Regions from separate parts of the Mus musculus genome. Here all the other regions are linked to region 3. The links are chromatin contacts, called in public HiChIP or PLAC-seq and promoter capture Hi-C maps. All regions are on one chromosome and are shown on one strand. Each heading gives the region's core, a stretch centred on a gene start, on an enhancer-like site or on the middle of the called end of the contact. The rest is flanking DNA. Distances are from core to core; before and after follow the strand shown. Region 1 holds the start of Degs2 (delta(4)-desaturase, sphingolipid 2). Region 2 holds the start of Slc25a47 (solute carrier family 25, member 47). Region 3 holds the start of 3110009F21Rik (RIKEN cDNA 3110009F21 gene).

The links. Promoter capture Hi-C pulls out the DNA fragments that hold promoters and counts their contacts. HiChIP or PLAC-seq counts read pairs in DNA pulled down with a chosen protein or histone mark.
Region 1: a contact with region 3 is called in a FOXA1 HiChIP or PLAC-seq map of pancreatic cancer cells. The contact joins the promoter of Degs2 here to the promoter of 3110009F21Rik in region 3. A contact is called at or near these places in 1 of 39 promoter capture datasets (hippocampal neurons) and 1 of 115 datasets of contacts at active chromatin or transcription factors (pancreatic cancer cells).
Region 2: a contact with region 3 is called in a promoter capture Hi-C map of liver, with 4 times the contacts expected there. The contact joins the promoter of Slc25a47 here to the promoter of 3110009F21Rik in region 3. A contact is called at or near these places in 1 of 39 promoter capture datasets (liver) and 1 of 115 datasets of contacts at active chromatin or transcription factors (pancreatic cancer cells).

The regions. Positions count from the first base shown.
Region 1 is chr12:108,700,847-108,704,952 of GRCm38.p6, reverse strand. It overlaps Degs2 (delta(4)-desaturase, sphingolipid 2), which reads left to right and starts at 2,647. Exons shown (of 3, transcript NM_027299.5): 1 at 2,647-2,792. The coding sequence starts at 2,711. Gm40572 (a long non-coding RNA gene) reads left to right here. Exons shown (of 4, transcript XR_872978.2): 4 at 908-1,429.
Region 2 is chr12:108,849,006-108,853,558 of GRCm38.p6, reverse strand. Slc25a47 (solute carrier family 25, member 47) reads right to left here and starts at 2,430. Exons shown (of 6, transcript NM_001012310.2): 1 at 2,352-2,430; 2 at 167-210. The coding sequence starts at 2,379.
Region 3 is chr12:110,155,617-110,159,763 of GRCm38.p6, reverse strand. It overlaps 3110009F21Rik (RIKEN cDNA 3110009F21 gene), which reads left to right and starts at 1,691. Exons shown (of 3, transcript NR_045466.1): 1 at 1,691-1,925; 2 at 3,423-3,492.

The sequences.
Region 1 (4,106 bases), core at 1,398-3,897, 1.5 Mb after region 3:
ACTAGTGATGTTTGGCAAGGTGTCTACCCCTGGGGTGCACTGATGACAGCCTCAGTGATTTATTGCTAGTAACACAAGGAACACCCTGGAAAATGACAATGTGAACCACACATATCACAGAACCGCTCAGCTTGGCATTCCCGTCAGCCACTGTGACTCACGGCACATGATTATATAGCGTGCATTTACCTATCAGCTCATACCAGCATCACTTCAGACTGTGAGATGCATGTGTTACCATGGTGCTTGGCCACACAATGCTTTAGCTCCTTTAAAATCTCACAGGATCATTGCTCCATGTGTGCTAAGACGTGCCTCTTGGAGACACCAGAGATACACACGTATATCTGCAAAACACCCCAAACTCTCTTTCTCCTTTGACAGAGTCTCACCCTGGAGCCCATGCTGGCCTCACCCTTGCAATTCTGACTCAGCCTCCTGAGCCCAGGGGTTACAGGAATGTTGCACCATGTCTGGATACCTCAGTCATCTTTGGCCTCAAAAGTTTTCTCCTCTATGAATTGAGGACACCACCTGGTTGCTTTTCTCTGGGCAGGAGGTGTCTCATGCAAAGCTTATGTTTTCTAACCCCTGACCTGGGCCCGACCAGGAGGCAGGTGGTGCCTGGAGGGCAGAACAGGAACCTAGATAGAGGCATCAAGATGGGTGATCAATGTAAGGCAGTACGTTGACCCTGGCAGCTCTCCAGAACAGAGGTTAGGGGCTCGGTCCAGTTACAGGTCTGCTTGTCTCCATTCCTGCCTGCCTGAGATGTGGCTTTCTCATCTGGCCTCAGATCTCTCATTTGGCAACTGGTGGGATGGCGGCTGAGAGTTTGTTTGTTCATTTGCTTGGTTTTGTTTTGTTTTTTGTTTGTTTGTTTGTTTGTTTGTTTTTGATGTGGCAGTAATGGGCCTCTGGCCCTGGCTCCCATATGCTGCAGTGAGGACAGTGTGACTGAGTGTCTGCCCTGTTGAACTGTGGAGTCATCCGAAGTGCCCGCCGTGCTCCAGACACCGCTGGCTGTCTAAGTCCTCTCCCCCAGCTCTACCTGGGGTTGAGAGTGACCCATGCTTCTAGACTTCCGGAAGATGAAGACTCTGTCTGTCCCATGTCTGCCCTTGGTCTTGTCCCCTGTGCTAGGCAGGGTCATAGAGAGGCCAGGCTCTAAGGCTCTGGAAGAGCAGAAGCAGGGGGAGAGCAGGTAAGAGCTCTGCTGTCACAGACCAAGCCCTCTCCTGCTGAAAGCTCAGAATACCCAAGATACAATTCACAGACCACATGAAGCTCAAGACAAAGGGAGACCAAAGTGTGGGTGCTTCGGTATGTCTTAGAAGGTAACAAAATACACACTGGAGCAAATACAGAGACAAAGTGTGGAGCAGAGACTGAAGGAAAGGCCATCCAGAGACTGCCCCACCCGAGGATCCATCCCATATACAGTCACTAAACCCAGACACTACTGTGGATGCCAACAAGAGCTTGCTGACAGGAGCCTGATAGAGCTGTTTCCTGAGAGGCTCTGCCAGAGCCTGCCATATACAGAGGCAGTTGCTCGAAGCCAACCATTGGACTAATCACGGGGTCCCCAATGGGGGAGTTAGAGAAAGGACTGAAGGAGCTGAAGGGGTTTGCAATCCCATAGGAAGAACAACAATATCAACCAACCAGAGCTCCCAGGGTCTAAACCACCAACCAAGGAGTATACATGGAGGGCTCTGTATATGTAGCAGAGGATGGACTTGTCAGGCATCAGTGGGAGAAGAGGCCCTTGGCCCTAAGAAGCTCGATGCCCCAGTGTAGGGGAATGAGAGGGCAGGGAGACAGAAGTGGGTGGGTAGGTGGGGGCACACCCTCATAAAAGCAGGAGGAGGGGGCATGGAATAGGGGGTTTCTGGGGGGGATGGGGAAAGGGGATAGCATTTGAAATGTAAATAAATAATAAATAAAATATCCAATTAAGAAAAAAAAAAAAAGGATGCCCGAGGCGCCTTACTTCTTAAGCCTTGCACCTGCGGATCCCCTAACCATCAATCTCCTCCCCTTTCTCTGGCTATTGAGCTACTTGTCCTACAAGATCCAGTGCAGAAGCTGCTCCAAGACCAATCTGCGCCATGGCACAGATCACCCTGAATCATGTCTATACCTCCAGCCCTCGTGTTTGACTCTTCTGCATTTTTGTTGTGTCTTTATGTCACTCTGCCTGGACACGCTGGGAAGACGTTGCTGGGGCCTGCCTGTCCCAAGCTCCAGATAGCCCTCTTCCCAGCTTCTTCTCCCCCAACATTCCCACTTACTCCCCTGTGGGGACCCGAACGCCCAAATCAGAAGACCCAGACACCCATGAGTCCCAGCGTGAACTGCGCTCCACGATAAGGCAACCCTGGCGCGGAGACAGGTGTGCACCGGAGCGCACCGCCTACAAGTTGCCTGGGGCTTTGCCACACCGCCAGGAATCCAAGATTACTGGCGGCCCCTGCAGGACTGCCAGGGTGCAGGAGTGACCGCATCTCCCAACCCAGGCCACTTGGGTTCCAGGGGACCACCGCGACCCGCCCCTAGGTCCGCCCACGAGGAGACTTAGCCTCAACTCCGCCCCTTGCCCCCGGCCCCGCCCGGGTCCCTAGGTCCCCGCCCGCGACACCTAGGTATGCTGTGACAGGTGAACACTGCGCAGCGGAGAGCTCGCTAGGGCTCCAACGTCCCCACCATGGGTAATAGCGCGGCCCGCAGCGACTTCGAGTGGGTCTACAGCGACCAGCCGCACACCCAGAGGCGCAAGGAGATGCTCGGTGAGCGCGCGCGAATCTAGCTGGGACACAGTAGCCACAATGGGGTGAATAGGATATGGGCGGGGGACAGTGCGCACGGGGGTCAGGGGTGGTGTGGTGGTGGGCCAGCGCGCCCCGCGGGTTCTTCGCCTGCAGCTAGTATGCGCCTGCTGTGTGCAGACCCTGCTCAGGAAGCAGGATATGCCTTTTTCCTTGGGGACGCGGGAGACCCCGAAGATCCCACCGGAGGATAGTAGCTTTCCTGCGGTGGATCTCTCCGAGGTCCCAGGGTGGGCACTGTCATGCGGATACCCCGCTGCGCGCTGGAGGACGCTACACTCCCTTCTCTCCAGCCATCCCTTTGGCGCTGGAGCATCTGTAAACGCTTGTATTTCATCAGATCAGCAATGCTGTTTCCTGTGGGTTTAATTCGAGTAAGTTTAACTCGCATTTATTCAACGGCCACCTTCAGTTTTAGTTGCCAGCGGCATCCGGGCTGGTCTCCTGGTCTCCAGGTTGTCGTTGGCCAGGTCTTGAACTGATAGGTCTGTTCTTGGAGCTTTCACTTTTTTGACATCTTCCTGACCGGCCCCTAAACTGTGCAAGCTTCCCTGTGACTTTTACATCTTTCAAATTCAGTTTGTGCCTGAGCTGCTGCTGCAGCTGCAATTGAGGGCTCAGGACCTAGAAACTGTTCTGTGGGTTTGTTCTTGTGGTTGTCTCCCACATGTCTGGGTTAGGCATCCTCCCTACTCTTGTGAACTTACCAGGCACAGCAGAAGGGACCTTGGTTCCCCTTCCTGTGCCACAGGAGGAGAGCAGGTGCCTGAGGGTGCTGAGGCTGGAGCAGGGGCCTCCTCAGCTTCTCCCCTGTCTCTCCAGTTTCCCTTTCTGAATTCTCTGGGCACCTGGCATTAGGTAGGGAAGACCTGTGGACAGGGACAGGGACACGTGCTCATGGGATCCAGAAAGACCACACCTGTGTGTGTCTGCATGTGCGGGTGCGCGCGCACACACACACACACACACACACACACACACACACACACACACACACACACAGAGGTGGGGGGGGGGAGGGAGGGACCTGCCAAATGTGGTCACATTCTACATTGCCTGGTACATTGCTAAGAGGATGAGGTAGGCTTCCTGAGGGATGGGAGCGGGTAAGGTATCTGGGACTCTAGGATACATGAAAGGTTCCTGACTCCTAGCTGCACAAGTGGACTTCAAATTTGTGGTCCTCTGTTGTTCTCTGCCTCCTAAAGATGTGCACCGCAGAGCCAAAACTCTCTAGTTCCGTTTGGCTTCAGACTTCCTATAGATGACCTTGAT
Region 2 (4,553 bases), core at 1,181-3,680, 1.3 Mb after region 3:
GGAGAGTCCCAAGGGCCGTAGGGAACCATCAATAGTATTAGAGTAAGGTGGGGGGTGGGGGGAGAAGGCGGGGAGGCTAGGTCCTCTTAGCATCCTAACTGATGACCAGAGCTGGGTACCAGAGACACTGAGCACAATCTAAGCCAAGGCAGGGCCTTTGCTGTACCTTCACTGTATCCAGAGGGTAGCCCACAGCAACACCGCAGACTCCTGCAAGGCAATGAGAGGGACCCATGAAGCAGCAGGAGGTGGCCCTGTCAGCAGTGAGAGCCTATCCCAAGGAACGGAGGAGGTAGCCTCAGGTAAGCCCCTCTCCCCCACCTCCAGCTGACCCTGCCTGGGCTCCTCCTCTCTACATCCTTTGTTTTGCAGGTGAGTAACTGTGGCTCAGGATGCACCTACCAAGCTCGCTAGACACTCCCTACCCTGGCCCAACAGTGGCTATTCCCAATGGCCATGCCAAGGACAGACATTCCTCCGCCTCCCCTCTGACATCACATTTTGGGAGAACACCTGGCTCCGCTCTGGCTAACCCTGTCTCTGAGCCACGTAAACTTTGCCCTCAAGCCTCAGTGTTTGTGTGGAAGATGGGGGCAGACACCCCCACATCCCAGGGTTCGGGGAGAGGCACATGCTGAACACAGGTCAAGGCGGCAGCCCAGACCCCTGCCCTGGACGTTGCCTGGAACTGAAGGTGAGTGTGGGACAGTGTGCACCGCTGCTGTGGTGGCATAAACCCCCCCCCCCAAGAGGCCCACGTGTGAGAGGTGGCAGAGCCTGCGGGAGGTCTTTAAGCCACTGGGGGTCATGTCTCAGGAGATTACACAATTGCAACTCCTTGCCATCTGGCTCTCTGTACAACAAAACTGCCTACCATTGCCCTCTAAGCACCCACACAGACCCAGGCAGTGGGCCGCCTGGTGGTCAGAGCCTCGGGCCTGCCACTAAGTAACCATTCCCTGGTCTGAGTGGGTTGGTTACCTGAGGACAGTGGACACAGCTGCTAACTCGTCTTGCAGAGAGGCTGATAATGCCAACCCTGGCTTTGGACCAGGAGATCTACGATGCCTTCCTTGCCCCTCTGCTACTTCTAGAACCAGGGCCTCCATAATACAGCCAGCACAACCTTTGAAGAAACTCAGGGGCCAGTGAAGTGCTTGGGCTTTCTACCCCAGGGTAAAGATCCTAAGGATATTTAATCCTAGCACTTGGGAGGCAGAGACAGGCGGATTTCTGAGTTCAAGGACAGCCTGGTCTACAGAGTGAGTTCCAGGACAGCCAAGACTATACAGAGAAACCCTGTCTCGAAAAAAAAACAAAAACAAAAGATCCTAAGGATGGCAAGACCCATGGGCTAGCAGAAGAGGGAGTTCCTAGGGGCAGGATATAAAGCAAGTGCCTGACAGGAGGCTCCGATACATCTCTTAAACACTTTACCAACTCCTATCCACCCTCAAAGCCATCCTCTCTTAGGCCTCCTTTCTGTGCCTCCGCCCAGAAACATGCTGATCAGGGTCTGCGTCCCATGGCCTTGTTGCTAGGCCCCATATTCCATGGCCTCCTCTAGATCTAGAGTTCTTCAAGGACAGGCTTGGGTCCAAGTCCCTAGGACCGGGGACCCAGGCCCAGCACAGAGCAAGGATTCTCCTGACTAGGACCTTTCCTGTGGCTATAAGGAGGATGTGGCTTCCATGTGACTTCCTGTGACACCAACACTCAGGGGAGCAGCCAGCCTCAGGATGGTGTAGGTCAAGACCCTGGCAGCAGAGCCAAGGCCAGGAGCCATCCTCCCTGAAGCTGAAGCTGGGACTCTCTTTCCTTTCTAGCCCCCAGGCTGTTCCCAGCAGTGAGAAACAGCCACCCACAGCTATCTATTTCACAATAGCTGCAGGGCCAAGGGTGCCTCACTCAAAGTAGCCTCACAGCCTGAGGATCAATGGTGCTCACAGGGAGTCCAGCAGGCAGCCACCTCTGAGGGAGACAGTTTCAGCCGCAGGGGAGCTAGATGTTAGCAGTAGGCCTCAGTGGGCCAGAGAACCATCCGGCTGGGCCTGCTTGACATCTAGCCCCTGCTCCCTGCGAACAGAACTCCTGGGTACACAATTCTTCCCTGGAACCTTCTGTCTCTCCCCAGGACTCCAGCCATCTCAGCCCACAGGGTCAAGTTCCTGCTCCCAAGCCAGGAATCTCTAGACTGGCTCAGCCTCCTGCCTGATCTTCAAGGCTATGTGGTCCGTGCCCATGGATCTGCTCAAACCCTGACTGCACAGGGCTGCCACACACATACACACACACAAGCACACCACCCCAACCCTCCCCAGCCCCTGCGCCCCTCTATCCAAGTCTTATACCTCCAATGGCCCCAGCAACAAAATCCATGGACAGCACAGAAAATGAGAAGGTTTCCGGTGTTACTGCCAATGCCACACTGGCCGGCTCCTACAAATCCTGCAGATCTTAAATACCTGTGAGCAGAGGCGGAGCTAGGGCTGTTTAACAGGCTATTTTGATGCCCACACTCACATGCCCCACAAGGTTCGGGGTGCCAATGACCCGAGCATCGGGAAAGCATGTGAGAGGTCATGGGAGGTAGCCAGCTCCCAGACCTAAGTCTGCCTCTATCCCCAGACTCAGATTAGGCCGGGCTTCCTACTGCTTATGGTGATGGCATAAACAGTGGTCCCTTCGGAGATGTACCCCACTTTACATGTCACCTCCAGCCCTAAAAGGGAGGGAAAGCAAAAGCCTGTTCTCATCATGGAACCACCAAAACCCCAAAGGGGACTTGCCTGAGGCAGGCACTACCTAAGAGCCAATCTATTTGATGGCGGCCAGCCGATGCAGAAAGTGCAGCCTTGTCTCTATGGCTACGGCTGCTAGTTCAGTTCAGGGGCTCAAAGACGCAGGCTGCAGCCCTACAGGGGGCCTTCGAGCCAGAGAGCTGCCAAATGAAGGGAAGGGGCATGCTGACATGGGGCATTCTGCAGTTCTGTCTGAATGACCCTCAGGGCAGGGCATCAGGAGGCCACGTGTCCACCTGTTTTTCTGTTCTCCGTAGGCTGGCCTTGAACAGGCTGGTTTCAAACTAGGGATGACCCCTCGCCCTGACAGTTTGTCTATGTTTAGACAAGTCGTCAGTGCTGGCTGCCACGGCAGAGGGCAGAGGGCAGAAGAGGCCAGAAAGCATCCTGTCCAAGGCCAACCTCGATGTCCATCCTGGCCTGTGCAGGGGCATGGCTCAGCATCTGGTTGGAAGTTGACACTGCCATCTGGCTTTGTGACATCTGGCTTTGTGACAAGATCTTTGAGCTCCCTATAACCTCTGCTTCTGCACCCACAAAATCTGTGCACACACAGAGCAAGCTCCAGCTGGGTTCCTGCAGAATCGCCAGCCAAATTCATTAACAGAAGGTCGAGAGGGAGACGATGGGTTGTCGCTCTAGAGAGGAAGCTGAGCCAGATGTTACACTCAAGAAGCTAGGACCTCGGATAATGAGGGAACCTAAAACACACTATCCACCTAAGAGGACCGAGCCCCTTCAGTCCCATATTGCCAATGGTTAGGGCATCCACCCCAACAGTAGGGCCCAAGACCCCAGTTTACCCCAGACACCTTTCTCTCTCTGCCGATCTTGGTGTCTGTCCTCCATGATCTCAGTCAGGTCCAGCTGCCACTGTCCACCGACACTCCTCTAACTGTGTCATTGTTCTTGGACAGCAGCCCACCTGTCCAGGCTCCTGATGCATGCAACTAACACATGCCAGGTACCAAAGCGTAGGACTCCTCAGTAAACACAACAACCTAGTCTCTGTCCTAGAGACCTGATGTGCTGGAAGTGAAACAGAGAGCCCTTGACAGCCAGGAAAAGCCCAGAGGTGATTGCAAGGACTGGTGTGGGTCAGCAGCTGCTCCCAGCTGAACCCAGCAGCTGCTTGTCGAAGCATAGCAGCTATGACAACCCACAGGAGACTCTCAAAAGAGTGGGCCTAGTAGTGTCCTGCTATTTTTTTTTTTTTTTTTTTTTTTTAGTTTTTTCAAGACAGGGTTTCTCTGTGTAGCCCTGGCTGTCCTGGAACTCACTATGTAGACATGGCTGACCTTGAACTCAGAAATCCACCTGCCTCTGCCTCCCAAGTACTGGGATTAAAGGCATGTGCCACCATTGCCCTGTCCAGTGTCCTTCATGATGCAGGAGGCTCATGAGTCTCTTGAGGCCTCTGTCTTAGTCAGGGTTTCTATTCCTGCACAAACATCATGACCAAGAAGCAAGTTGGGGAGGAAAGGGTTTATTCGGCTTATACTTTCATACTGCTGTTCATCACCAAAGGAAGTTCAGGACTGGAACTCAAGCAGGTCAGAGGCAGGAGCTGATGCAGAGGCCATGGAGGGATGTTCTTTACTGGCTTGCTTCCCCTGGCTTGCTCAGCTTACTCTCTTATAGAACCAAGACTACCAGCCCAGAGATGGTCCCACCCACAAGGGGCCTTTCCCCCTTGATCACTATGTGAGAAAATGCCTTACAGTTGGAGCTCATGGAGGCATTTCCTCAACT
Region 3 (4,147 bases), core at 442-2,941:
GTTTAGGGAGACTCAGCCTCAAAGAAACAGGTGGAGAGTAATAGAGGAGGAACCAGTATACTACACTACACTACACACTCACACAAACACTCACACATTCTAGACACACACACACACTCATACACACTCAGACACACACACACTCATACACATACACACACACACACACACACATATATATATATATACATACACACACTCATATATACTTACACAAATGCACACACACATGCACACAGACACCCCACACAAACATATACACACATACACAGATACATATGCACATGGACACCCCTACCCACCTACATACACATGCACACAGATACCCCCCAGACACAGATACACACAGACATACATAGATATACACACTACACATCGCATACAGACATACATACAAATACCACACACAAATGCACACACAACAAACATACCACTCCTGCACCCTCACCCCACACAGACACACATAGACACACACCACACACACATATACCACACATACACACACACTACACACACACACCACACCAGAGACACAGACACACACACACCACACACATGCAAATAGATAACCAAATGATAAATAAAAAAAATCTCTAAAATAACATCCAATTGATAGCGTGCATGGTGGCACCTGTCTGTTAGCCTTAACATTTGGGAGGCAGAGTTAGAGGACACAGAATTCGAGGCCAGTCTGGACTACATAAGACCCTGGCCTCAACAGCTTTTAAACAGAAAAGTGATAGGTTATCTATGATCTGAAGCTGGCAGGGGGAGCAGAGGGAGAGCCCTGAGAAGTCTGGCTGAAGTCAGTGAGGGCGAGAGCAGGGTTGGCCAGGCACTCACAGCGTAGATGGAGATGGGAAGAGTGTGGGAGAACCCAGTGTGGTTGGAGCTGAGCAGAGGCTCAGAACCTTCTGCTGGGACAGTGAATGCTTCAACGCCCTGCGTGTTCTGCATTCCCTGTTGCATGGGGGAACCCTCAGCTCTGCCCAAGTGCTATGAAACTGACCACATACTCATAAACAATGCAGTGCGGGGCGGCTATGTTCTAATAAAGCTTTATTTGCAAATGCGGGCAGTGGGCAGCATTCTCATACTTGTGGCTTTCAGATCCTTGATCTTAACAGGATGACGGTGGTCACACCCCCTAGGAGGGGTCTGCAGATGTTTCTGATTGTCAGGACTTAGGGAGGGGAGGCTAGGAATGCTGACTAATGTCCTGTGATACACAGGACGACCCCCATGATAGCACACCACCCCCTAACCCCCACTGATGTTAACAGTGCCCTGGCTAAGAATTAGGGTCTGAGCACAGAACAACCTGTGGCCATGTGATCACTGGGGACGGAGTGACTCAGGAAATGACAATGTGGGTTTGCCGTCACGGACTCACCTCTTCTTTCCATACAGCACATGAGTGGTGTGAAAACGATGAACTCCCCATTAAACTTAGGTCAGTAACTAAAACCATGAATGGCCTGGCTGGAGGGCTGTAGTAACTTTAAACACATTTCTTTTTACTGCGTGTTTATGGGCAGCCATTTAGGTCTCTCCAGAAGGACATGCTGCATCGATTAAGATCTCGGTGGGTCATGTGTTCGGAAAACATTAAACAGACCCATGCTGCTCTGAAAGCCTCTGCGGTTCCCTTCCCCTGTGACCCCAGGGTCCAGCCACACAGGACTGTCCCATAGATGAGACTCTGCTCCCTCCAAACGTCGACCACACATATGCCCCATGGGCTTTTGTTTTAAATCCCCTCTTTGGTTCTATTTGCCTCTTAGCATGGAGGAACTTTGCAGGGATGACTTGGGGCTGAAGGGCAGTTAGTTGAGCTGATTTACTCTCCTGGGTGAATATTAAGCTCTATTCATTTCTTATTCATGTCTGAAGAACCTTCATGAATGTATCATCAGCCATAGCAGGTAAGCACGTGGTCAGCTCTGTGCAGGTGGGTGCCCTGACAGCCATGCCGGAGTCCCGGTCCCTTCTATATCTCTATGTGCCTACAGAGTGGCCCAACTTACTGGCCTGGTTGTTGATGCCTTTGTGGCTTTGGGAAGCAGGGTTGGGGTGTCTTGTCTACCCCCAAAATTCTTCTGTCACAGCCTAAAATAGTTTTGGAAAGAAATACTCTGTTTCTCTTACAATATTTTCAAGCTATTTGAAAAATTTACAATACTGTTCAGTGTTGTAACTTTTGACATACTATAACATCGCCTTTAAAAATACTTGTTACATTATAACATGCAGTTTGGTGCCTTAATGAGCTGATAACCAATGCCAATGCTCTTAGAAATATCTGTGTTATTTCAGTTTTTAAAATTGTATACTTTCCCACATACATATCTATGGCAAGGTCTCAGCGTGTAGCTCCATTGGCCTGGAACTCATTATGTACAGCAGCTGGCCTCAAACTCACAGAAATCCTCTGCCTCTGCCTCCTGAGTGCTGGGATTAAAGACATGCACCACCATGCCTGGTCCAACACTGGTATTTCTTTATACAATTCATCTTATATATTTTAAAAATAACACTTGCCAGGCATGATGGGCTCATGCTTAGAATCTCGGCAAAGAAACTGAGGCAGGAGGATTAACAAAAGATTAAGTTCACGCTGGAGCCAGCATCTCACTAGCCTGGGTGATGGCCTGAGACCCATCTCAAAATAGCACAACAAAACTTTCATTTTAAAATAGTTTTAGACTAATTGAAGTCTTTCAAAATGGGCAGTGGTCCCGTATCCTATACTGACTCCTGTGACGGCATGCTACAATAACAGGACACATTAATCACACCGAATGCCCCAGTCCCCAATGCATTAGTATGCCAGGACCCACCCTGCCTCCACCTCTTTACTTCTGACTGTTCCCACATGCCGCTCCGTGCCTGGGTGCATTTAACGAGGACAGTCTGTTTGATCTTTCCTTACACTTGATCGTTTGAGGGACACTAGTCAAGTGTCTGCAGGGTTGGCCTCACTGGGATTCATCTGGTGTTTTCCTGGTGCTTAGCCAGGTGTTGAGAGGAAGGCCCAGGTGAAGGACCGTTTCCTCCACCGCTCTCCTGGACACAGGCTGTCAGCACGCCCAGTCCCTGCTGTGTTGACCCTGCTCTGTTGACCTACATTGCCCTGCTGACGCACTGCTGGGCTTCCCCACTGAGAAGCTGCCAATCTTCCTGGTTCCCTAGTGTCCTCTTTGGGAGGAAGTGACCACGCACAGGCCACGTAAGAGGGTGGCAGGTATATGACACCTATCTGAGGCTAGAGGACCTACATAAACAACTCCAATCGCTCATCTTCTCACCCCCCCCCCCAACTTGATTATTTATTCCATCTGTTAAGTGAGACAAGGCTCCGGTGTGTTTATTGTATGTTTTGGGCTCCTATCCAATACTATGCTATTTATTCTGTTGCTCAGACAGATGCAGATCTGGCTCCTGGGGATTCATCCCGTGGGTGTCTGTGACTGTGGCCCTGCTGACATTCAGGTACTTTATGGGGTTTGTGGTCATGGTTGCTCCGTTTCTTCTTTCCAGGCATTTCATTTAAGAGGCTTCAGGCTTCTTGTGTTTCCTTCTGCTAGAATCCCAATTCTCGTTCTCTCTCTCTCTCTCTCTCTCTCTCTCTCTCTCTCTCTCTCTCTCTCTCTCTCCCTCCCTCCCTCCCTCCCTCCCTCCCTCCCTCCCTCCCTCCCTCCCTCTCTCTCTCTCTCTCCCTCCCTCCCCCTTCCTCCCTTCCTCCCTCCCACCTATCTGTTTGAGCACACTCATGAGTGTGTGGTAGGCCAGACACTAATCCTCTGTGTTTTTCTCAGCCACCATCCTCCTGATTTTTTGAGCTAGGGTCTCCTTCTTGGCCAGGGGCAGACAGACTCAGTTCGGCTGACTGGCTGTCAAGCTCCAAGGATCCCCCTGCCTCTGCGCCCTCAGCACTGGGACTACAGATGCACTGTCACACTGGGGTCTTAACGTGGGCCCTGGGGACCTGAACGCAGGCCCTCATCATCTCCCCAGCCCCTCCCCTCACTTTCAGGATTTCCCGGAAGCCTGTCAGAAACCAAGATTTATGTCTAAGAGATGGATGCATCCACCATTACTCAGGTGCTGGCGCCGTGTGGAGCTCTCTGCTCTTGGGGCAGAAGAA